Regions from separate parts of the Pan troglodytes genome. Here regions 2 and 3 are each linked to region 1. The links are chromatin contacts, called in public Hi-C maps. All regions are on one chromosome and are shown on one strand. Each heading gives the region's core, a stretch centred on a gene start, on an enhancer-like site or on the middle of the called end of the contact. The rest is flanking DNA. Distances are from core to core; before and after follow the strand shown.

The links. Hi-C and Micro-C count contacts between places; a contact is called where the count stands out from the background.
Region 2: a Hi-C map of stem cell-derived neural progenitor cells shows a contact between it and region 1, with 4 times the contacts expected there. The contact joins the promoter of VAT1L here to the enhancer-like site in region 1. A contact is called at or near these places in 1 of 7 Hi-C or Micro-C datasets (stem cell-derived neural progenitor cells), 1 of 1 datasets of contacts at active chromatin or transcription factors (stem cell-derived excitatory neurons) and 1 of 1 other capture datasets (stem cell-derived neural stem cells).
Region 3: a contact with region 1 is called in a Hi-C map of stem cell-derived neural progenitor cells, with 2.9 times the contacts expected there. The contact joins the promoter of WWOX here to the enhancer-like site in region 1. A contact is called at or near these places in 1 of 7 Hi-C or Micro-C datasets (stem cell-derived neural progenitor cells) and 1 of 1 datasets of contacts at active chromatin or transcription factors (stem cell-derived excitatory neurons).

The regions. Positions count from the first base shown.
Region 1 is chr18:76,109,608-76,112,667 of NHGRI_mPanTro3-v2.0_pri, forward strand. All of the region lies in intron 7 of VAT1L (vesicle amine transport 1 like), which reads left to right. Among named protein-coding and RNA genes, the nearest start is that of CLEC3A, 32 kb to the right of the region's middle. Within about 2 kb of position 1,589, at least 9 of the 24 cell types and tissues checked have an H3K27ac peak or open chromatin away from gene starts, as enhancers often do. A contact at or near this core is called in stem cell-derived neural progenitor cells and stem cell-derived neural stem cells, where this site is marked.
Region 2 is chr18:75,930,299-75,933,358 of NHGRI_mPanTro3-v2.0_pri, forward strand. VAT1L (vesicle amine transport 1 like) reads left to right here and starts at 1,562. Exons shown (of 9, transcript XM_001139539.8): 1 at 1,562-1,914. The coding sequence starts at 1,682.
Region 3 is chr18:76,239,132-76,242,191 of NHGRI_mPanTro3-v2.0_pri, forward strand. WWOX (WW domain containing oxidoreductase) reads left to right here and starts at 1,607. Exons shown (of 10, transcript XM_009431284.4): 1 at 1,607-2,362. The coding sequence starts at 2,256.

The sequences.
Region 1 (3,060 bases), core at 339-2,838:
TTGCTTTATATTTATTTTAGATGGCACTGTTCTATTGATTTGCAATGGAGAGGAGAGGCTGATGTGTAACTTACAAGGCTGGGGTAAGGTTGACATCACTAGCCAACTGAGGTGTGAAGGGGTAAGTGCTTGGGCGAGACTGTGAGGTTGAGGGTGGAGGGCAAATACTTAGAAGAGCTCACATCCAAGTCAACAACAGCAAGACAAAGCCAAGGTAGCTCAGGACCAGGGCACTCCAGGAAGGGACCCAGGACGTACAGAGACACAGTGCAGAGAGCCCAGTGAACTTCAGATACATCGTAAGTGGTGGACATGAGGGTGTGATAAAAGGTGAAGAAAAGCAATAAAGCCAGAAAAGGCAACAGTTACCAGCTCCAGAAACATGCAGTCCAGTGCTGTTCCACAGAATTATGTGAGCCACATGCAAAGTTTTAAATTTTCTAGTTTCTAGCCATATTTTCAAAACTACAAAAAACTAATTTTAATAATTGTTATTTCAACATGTAATAAATGTCAACAACTCTTACTGAAATAGTTTGGATTCTTTTTTATGATGATTAAGTCTGTGAAGTCTGGTGTGAATTTTGCACTGACAGCACGTGGCAATTTTTACTAGCCAAATTTCAAATGCGCACTTGCCACATTGACTAGTGGCTATAGTATCAGGCAATGCAGGTCTACTAGACAGTTCTCTTGAATACAATGGGGAAGGGTTTTAAGCAGAAGAGTACTTAAAAAAAAAAAAAAAAAAAAAAGCACCTCTGGTGGTCCCAACGGAGAAGACAAGTCTCCCACGTGCTACTGAGCTTTCTGGAGCCCATCACCACTATCTTCTGGGCACTGTCACCCCCGCCGGGGTGCTTCCACTTATAAACGGTAATTTGGGAGCAATGTCTCTTTTGTGCAGACTTTGCTTTGCCAAGGTGTTATTTGAGAGCAGTTTGGGGTGTTGACAACAGAGGAAGGGGAAGCTGCCCTCTCAGATCCCCCATGGTTCTCACCACCTTTCATATGGGCACCAGAGGCAAGAACCTTGGATGTTTTATCTGTGAAACTGTGGTGCTTAACTCAGCTAATCATTGTGATGCTTAACTCCGCTTATCATCGGGTTTCTCCTCTGTGAAACTGATGCAGACACTTCTAAGAGGCTTGGTGTGTGTGGATAAAAGGAAGCAACTTATGCAAAGGGCCTCATATGGTGGCCTAACAAAGAATTAATCAAGAAGAGTATCATTTCTTTCCTTCAACATTGCCATGAGAAAGGCTCCAAGAGCAGCCTAACAAGAGGATAGAAATGCACACAGCGTGAATAGGAGGTCAGGCTACTTAAATGGCCTCTTGGAAATACTGCTAATCCTTTATCCATCCTTTCCGTAAGGGACTTGAAGGAGTCAGTTCATTTCAGAAAGAAATATCCAAAAAGCATGCAGATTAGAGGCAGCCCTGCAGGGAGCTTTTTCTCCTAGCATCACAATAAGCTTTAACTGGTGAGAAAACAGCTTTTCAGTTTCTCTGGGCTCTGTCTTACTGGAGAGGCAGCTTAAAAGTTGTTCCTAGTCTCCAAGGAGTTTTCAGATGCTAATAACTTGCCAGGGTGATAAATAACTGAATGCTGGAGAGCCATGACGTGAGACACTGCCTACCTCATTCCTTTGCCTTTGAGAGTCAAACAAAGCAGTACGGACTAGGCAGAACTGGGAAAGAGCTTTGGTTTTGAAGTCTGGCAGCCCTGAGTGCCAACCACAATTGTGTCGCAATTAATTACGTAATCTTTGGGTAAATTGCTTCTATTTTTGAGCATCAGGGTACATTATCTGTAAAATGGGGATATATTTTGCAAGGTAATAATTATGTATGTGAGATAAGAATATATTATCTATTATTGCATTTAACTCCCCCACCCCCAACAAACTTAGAGGCACTTATGATCTCCCAGTTTCTGTGAGTGGGGAATCTGGGCACAGCTTAGTTGGTCCTTTGATTCTCACAAGGCTGCAGTCGGGGTGTTACAGGAAAGGGGTCCTGATCCAGACCCCAAGACAGGGCTCTTGGGTCTCACACAAGAGAGAATTCAGGGCCAGTCCACAGTGCAAAGCAAAAGCAAGTTCAAGAAAGTCAAGTGGTGAAACAATAGCTACGCCAGAGACAGAGTAGTGAGTTCCTGAAAGAGGAGGAACACGTTCACCCTGGGTACAATGCTTGTTTAAATGTAGGATAAAAAAAGAGCATGGGCTGGGCGCGGTGGCTCACGCCTGTAATCCCAGCACTTTGGGAGGCCAAGGCAGGCGGATCACAAAGTCAGGAGATCAAGACCATCCTAGCTAACAAGGTGAAACCCCATCTGTACTAAAAATACAAAAAATTAGCCGGGCGTGGTGGCAGGCGCCTGTAGTCCCAGCTACTCAGGAAGTTGAGGCTGGAGAATGGCGTGAACCTGGGAGGCGGAGCTTGCAGTGAGCCAAGATCACGCCACTGCACTCCAGCGTGGGCAACAGAGACTCCATCTCAAACAAACAAACAAAGAAAAAGAGCATGGGGACAGGCTCTGCTACAAGGGTTTGTGATAAAGGATTAATTTTCTTAATTACTGTATTTTGCAAGAATCAATTCTTTTTTTTTTAAAGACAGTCTCGCTCTGTTGCCCAGGCAACAGTGGTTGTGCACTCTGTTGCACAGTGGTGCGATTTCAGCTCACTGCAACCTCCACCTCCCGGGTTCAAGCAATTCTCCTGCCTCAGCCTCCCAAGCAGCTGGGATTACAGGCACCCACCACCACGCCCAACTAATTTTTGTATTTTTAATAGAGATGGGGTTTCCCCATGTTGGCCAGGCTGGTCTTGAACTCCTAACCTCAAGTGATCTTCCCGCCCTGGCCTCCCAAAGCGCTGGGATTACGATCGTGAGCCACTATGCCTGGCCTGATATTATTATCTTTAAAGCAAAATTAGGAATGCTTCTGTTCTCAAGATATCGAGATATCGTTATCAGGACACTCCCAAGTCTGGGTCTGTTTAGTAAACATTATCAATCTGTTCCCTTAACCGTGAGCATCTAGAGGCT
Region 2 (3,060 bases), core at 312-2,811, 180 kb before region 1:
CCCTCCTCCATGAGAACTTCTCCAACTCTCTGGACCAGTTTTTCAACAGGCTGCCTCTGTGCATATTCTACTATGTACCAATCATGTATTAAGCCCTGGGAAAACCACGCTGGATAAAAGTAGAAATAGCTCTTGCTCACATGAAGTTCACAGTTGGATAAAGGAAACAGATATTATTAGGTAAACATATAAAAGTTGGCTACAAAGGGACATAAGTGTCTATAGTCAGGGAGGATACCAATCTGGACGTTGGAGTGCCTCCCAAAAGGAATGGACCCTTGAGGTGAGAACGAAGTAGGAGTTAACACCAGATAAAGGAGATGGAACACATACCCCAAGCCAAGGGGACAGCAGGTGCAGAACCCTGTGGAAGGAGGGAAAATGGCAATCGTCTTTTTTTTTTTTTTTTAAGGAATAGAAGACCAGGGCATTTAAAGCAGTGAGGCACAGGAAGAATGGGGGGAGAAAAGAGGCAGCACTTATATCATTCATTGTACCACATTTGTTGACCGTGTCCTTCCTGCCTCATGCTCTGAAATTGACCTTTTCCAATATAAGGACCATGTCTCACTGAAATCATATCCACCCCAGCACTTCACACAATACAGAAAAAAAAATCAATGTACCCAATTTATAGATGAGTGTGTTGAGGCTCAGGAAGGTTGAATGAGTTGCCCAAGATCTCAAGGCTGGCAATGGCAATAGCAACTATAATAGAATATAGACCTACTTCCTCAACTGCATCTCTTTCCTTAAACTGCCCCTAGGAAAACCACCTCCTTCCCCATTATTTTATTTCAGAAAATCCAAGTTTTTCTATGAGCTGTTTTCCTCAAAGAGCCTGATAACAAAACAAAACGCCAGTTACTACTCTGTGTATGTGCATGCATGTTGGGGAGCGGGTACACATTGGTCTTCCGGGGATCAGAACATGAACAGGATCCTTTCTGGTACAGGATTCTTGTCTGAAGCCTCTTTAATAGCCCGAAATGGTGTGGGTGGTGAGAATTCGCCGTCGTAAGGAAGCCCCTGGTGATACCCAGCAAAGAGCATCCCGGCTGACCCTGCAGGTCTGGAGTGAAAAGACCCTGCACTGGACTCTTCAGGGCAGTGAGCGGGATCTCTAGTTCCCTGCTTCCCAAACCTCTGCCCTTCCACCCAAAACTGGCTGTTTGAGAAACGACCCAATTTCCCGACTATCCCGCCCAGCCTCGAAGATGGGAGGGAGAGAGGGCAACCTTGTCGCGGGAAGGCATCCTCCAGGCCCAGACATTAGTCTCGGTCCATTTCAAGGCACACGAGCCTGTGCCGTATATAACCAAGTACTGGGCCCACAGGAAGGGGGATGACAAGGTGGTCTCTCTAGGCTCGTTTTAGTCACAGATCTTCGGCAAATTTGGGTTTAGGGCCGCGATCCCGACCCTAATTTGGGACTATTTCAGGAACTGGAGTTGAGGCTTCGTTGGGACAGGAAAGAAGGGTGGGGCGGGGGTGAAACGCTTAGGGCACCGCTCTTGTGAGGATTACGGCGGAGGCTGTGGACCGCGGCGGCGCTAGCAGAGGCTGCAGCCATTGCACAGCCGAGCATCCCACATTCAACAGGAGGAACCCGCGGGAGAGGAGCCCCAGTCCTCCAGCGCCGCAGCCACCGCAGCCCGTGCGCCCCGCGCCCTCGAGCGCCATGGCCAAGGAAGGCGTGGAGAAGGCGGAGGAGACGGAGCAAATGATCGAGAAGGAGGCAGGCAAGGAGCCGGCGGAGGGCGGCGGCGGCGACGGCTCGCACCGCCTCGGGGACGCCCAGGAGATGCGCGCGGTGGTGCTGGCCGGCTTCGGGGGGCTCAACAAGCTGCGGCTCTCCAGGAAGGCCATGCCCGAGCCTCAGGACGGCGAGCTCAAGATCCGCGTCAAAGCCTGGTCCAGTATCCGCGCCTTTCTCGCTTTCTCTCTTTTTGCGCGCTGGGCGCTGGGGAGGGGGTGGGAAAGCTGCGGCTGGGATGCTGCCCGGGTAGAACCGCCGCGCGCACCCCCTCCACGCCCTCGCCCGGGTCTCAGAGCCTCCCCGGGCCAAAGCTGGGGAGGATGCAGAGGGGCGGCCTCCCCAAGCCAGATCTAGGGGTGACGGGAGGAGAATGTGAGCTCCTGGGCGCGGGGAGAATGCTGGCGCCCAGGCACCCCAGGTCTGAAAGATTGCGCTACGGGAGTTCTCCGTCTGAGAGGACAACTCAGCTTTCGCACAGGGGGGGTTGATGCTTAACAGAATTAAAAATATATGTATTAAGAACCGCAAGCCCACTGTGTGCCAGCCGCCGTTGGTAGTTTTACACATGCGATCTTATTTAATACTTCCTGGGACCTAATGAGTCAGGTGCCATCATGATCCGTTTACAGGTAAGAAAGCCGCCGCTCAGAGAGAATGAGTGATTTGCCCAAGATCAGTCAGCTGCCACTAAGTGGCTTGGCCGAGAATTTCATACATGATCTTTTTTCACCTCTATGTTGTTGTCCTGAAGGGCCTGGGACAGGGTGCAGGGCTGGATTCCGCCTCCTGCACACTTTCTTCCCCGTAGCCTGACGGGGAAAGGAATTAGGAAGGAAGAGGGTCGCTACCTTGCACCCAAGCTTGGTGAGGGTGGAGACCAGGGCTGCAGCGCAACCCCCTCCATATCCCTCTCCATCCTCTGTTTCTCCGAGAGGGGAAAAAACCCTGATCAGTCTCCCCGGAATTCCTGCTCCCATCTCAGAAGAAGCTCAGCTCTCTAAGCTGCCCTCTATTCCCCATTCCCCCTGGGGGAACTTCTCCAGGCCCTCACGCTCAGCTGAAATTCCCGGGGAGAGTTTAAGCCTCTCTGTGTGCGGGCACTGTAATTTCCCTGAAGTTCTGGGAAGAGCTTACCCAGCAGAGGCGGACTGGACCCAACACTAGGTTTGCATGTTAAACTTGTAAGGGGAACTTGCTATTAATCACGGTGAGACGAGCCTATTCCTTCCCATCTGTTTTCTAGAGCCCCCCAGTACATACTGCTCTCCAAAGCAGCAGCCAGCTCACGAGCTCCTAGGTTA
Region 3 (3,060 bases), core at 357-2,856, 130 kb after region 1:
GAGATGGGGTGGGGGGTGGGTGGGGGGGGTGTCTCACTATATTGCCCAGGCTGGTCTTGAACTCCTGGGCTCAAGCAATTCTCCTGCCTTGGCCTCCCAAAGTGCTGGGATTACAGTTGTGAGCCACTACGCCCAATCCAATGATAGCAGATTTAAACACAGGTGGATTTGGAAAAAAAATCTTATGATAGGTTTAATATGAGTCAGCAGGGCTGTTGAAACAAAACAGTGCTTTGTTAAGCTTGTTTTTGGTTGGTCAAATATAGAAAGGCAGGTGTCTCCGCTAAAGAGTACGTAGAGCAGGAATCCTAAGCAATCATCCATTTCAGAACATGAAGACAAATAGCAGCTGCCCCTCCCATACACTGCCCATTAAAATATATACTTTTAAAATTCCTTATTTTCAATTTTATTTTTTTGCTCTCTCAGAAGAATCAAATATATGTAATTATTCTGATGGAGGCTTGCATTCTCTGGGACCTAGGCCTGAGAAATCACGGTCAGTAGATTTCCCTATAACATGGGGCTGGGAAGCAAGTGCCAAACAGGGAATGTTCTGGAAAACTCCTTAAGCACAAGCTGAAGATATGTTTGAGGTTTTGGATACAGAACATTTATAGGATATCTTTTGGTGGTCCAAGAGGACTTGAGTGTACCTTGTAAATACAGGATTTTGTTTTTAATTAGATTGATTCACAGAGAACCAAACCTAAGGAATCACACCATTCATTCATTTGTTCATTTAATAAATTTGTAGGTTGAAGCATTTACCAAGTGCTGGCAATAGAAAGAAGTCCCGGGTGTGCTTTGTCAGTTTAGTCGGGACTACACAAATGAGTCAATAACTGTAGTGGAGTGATGCGATCTCAACTGCCAGGAATCCCCCGGCTCTCCTCTCTTCCTGTGCCTCCTCAGGTAGTTAGCTATCCCTTCTTTTATTTTCCTTTCCTTTCCTTTCCTTCCTTCCTTCCTTCCTTCCTTCCTTCCTTCCTTCCTTCCTTCCTTCCTTCCTTCCTTCCTTCTTTCCTTCCTTCCTCCCTCCCTCCCTCCCTCCCTCCCTTTCTTTCCAGATTCTGGACCCATTCCAGACTTACTAAAGGAAATTCTCTAAAGGTGAGGCAGTTTTTTAAAGACAGCAGCTCTCTCTGTCGCCCTGCTGGAGTGCAGTGGCCCGATCATAGCTCACTGCAGCCTCGACTTCTTGGGCTCAAGTGATGCTCCCCCTTCAGCCTCAATGAGTAGCTGGGACTACCGATGTGCACTACCACGCCCGGCAAACTAAAAAAATAATTATTTTTGGTAGAGACAGGGGTCTTGCGATGTTGCCCAGGCTGTTCTCAAACTCCTGGCCTCAAGTGATCCTCTTGCCTCAGCCTCCTAATGTGTTTGGATTACAGGCATGAGCCACTGAGCCCGGCCTAGCTACCCTGTCTGAGTTGTGCCCACTACACAAAGGTGTCAGCTACATGAGATGTCTATGCATTACTGGCCTGGACCCCACATTAAGTGCTCCGTAAACATCAGTCTCTGTTATCAACAGCACTGTGTTTTGGCTGGAAGAAAGTTCTCTAAAACCAGGAAATCAGGAATCAGCAGTTTTAAGTTCTCCAGGTTATATTTTAACATTGTGTTCATATACAAAACAAAGGTTGTGAATCAGCACGAATGCTGGCAAGCCCTGGAAGGTTTGTGATCACGGACTTTCACGAGACCCCAAGGCAAGGAGAGACAGAAGCCCAGGACAACAGCATGGGCGCCGCTTTTCAGTCGGGCGCCGCTTTTCGGTCAGGCGCCGCCTGGACTACATTTCCCATATCCAATTGCCGTGCTCCTGCAGGATTGGCCAGAACAACGCGGAAGTGATTACGGGTCGCCCAGCAACGGGCGGAGTCCTGGCCCGAAACTGGATGCGCACGCCCCTTCCCTGCGGCGGGGAGGCTGACAAGTCTCCGCTCTATCTCTAGCGCCTCGGAGCGCTCTCCGGCTTTGCTGTCTAGCCCGGCGGCAGCGCGATCTCTTAGGCACTATCACCGCCTTCCTCTCCAGGCCCTGCCCCTTTGACGCCGGCAGTCGCGATATTGCGGAGACTGGATTTCAGCTTCGTGGTCGGCGGAGCGGCCCCTGGAGGGCGCAGTGCGCAGGCGTGAGCGGTCGGGCCCCGACGCGCGCGGGTCTCGTTTGGAGCGGGAGTGAGTTCCTGGGCGAGTGGACCCGGCAGCGGGCGATCGGGGGGCCAGGTGCCTCCACAGTCAGCCATGGCAGCGCTGCGCTACGCGGGCCTGGACGACACGGACAGTGAGGACGAGCTGCCTCCGGGCTGGGAGGAGAGAACCACCAAGGACGGCTGGGTTTACTACGCCAAGTAAGGGGGCCGCAGTGGGGCCGCGGACGCACCTGGGACCCTACACTGCCCACGGACGCCACCTGCGCGGGGAGGGCGCGCACTCCGGCGCCGCGAGTGCGGTGCAAAGTGAAAGTAACTGTTAAGGAGCTTCAGGGAAAAGAGTCCAGGGTTCCCAGTAGGGGCCGGCCCCCTTGGTGGGCCCTGGGTCCAGCGGGGGTCACCTGGCGGCTTCCCGGCGCGCCCTCTGCTGTTCAGGATGCAGCACTGCGCGGCGCGGCGCGGCGAGGGCAAAGCGGCCTCATCCCCGCCAAAAAATAAAGATGTTTTAAAAAGCACACATGCTCAGCTCCCTCCTGCAGGCTCTGGGTTGCAGGGATAGGAGTTTAGTTTCGTTTCGTTTTGTTTTGTTTTGTCCAGACCGGTATTGCTCAGTCATCCAGGCTGGAGTGCAGGGGTGCCATCATAGCCCACTGCAGCCTCTACCTACTGGGTTCAGGCAATCCTCTCATCTCAGCCTCCTGAGTGGCTGGGACTACAGGCGTGCACTACTATGCCCGACTAATTTTTTAAGTATTTGTAGAGACTAGGGTCGCACCATGTTGCCCAGGCTGGTCTCGAACTACTGGGCTCAAGCAGGCCACCTGCCTCAGCCTCCAGAATTGAGATTACAGGCGTGAGCCACTGCGCCTAGCCAGGAGTATTTTTTAGCAGCAGTC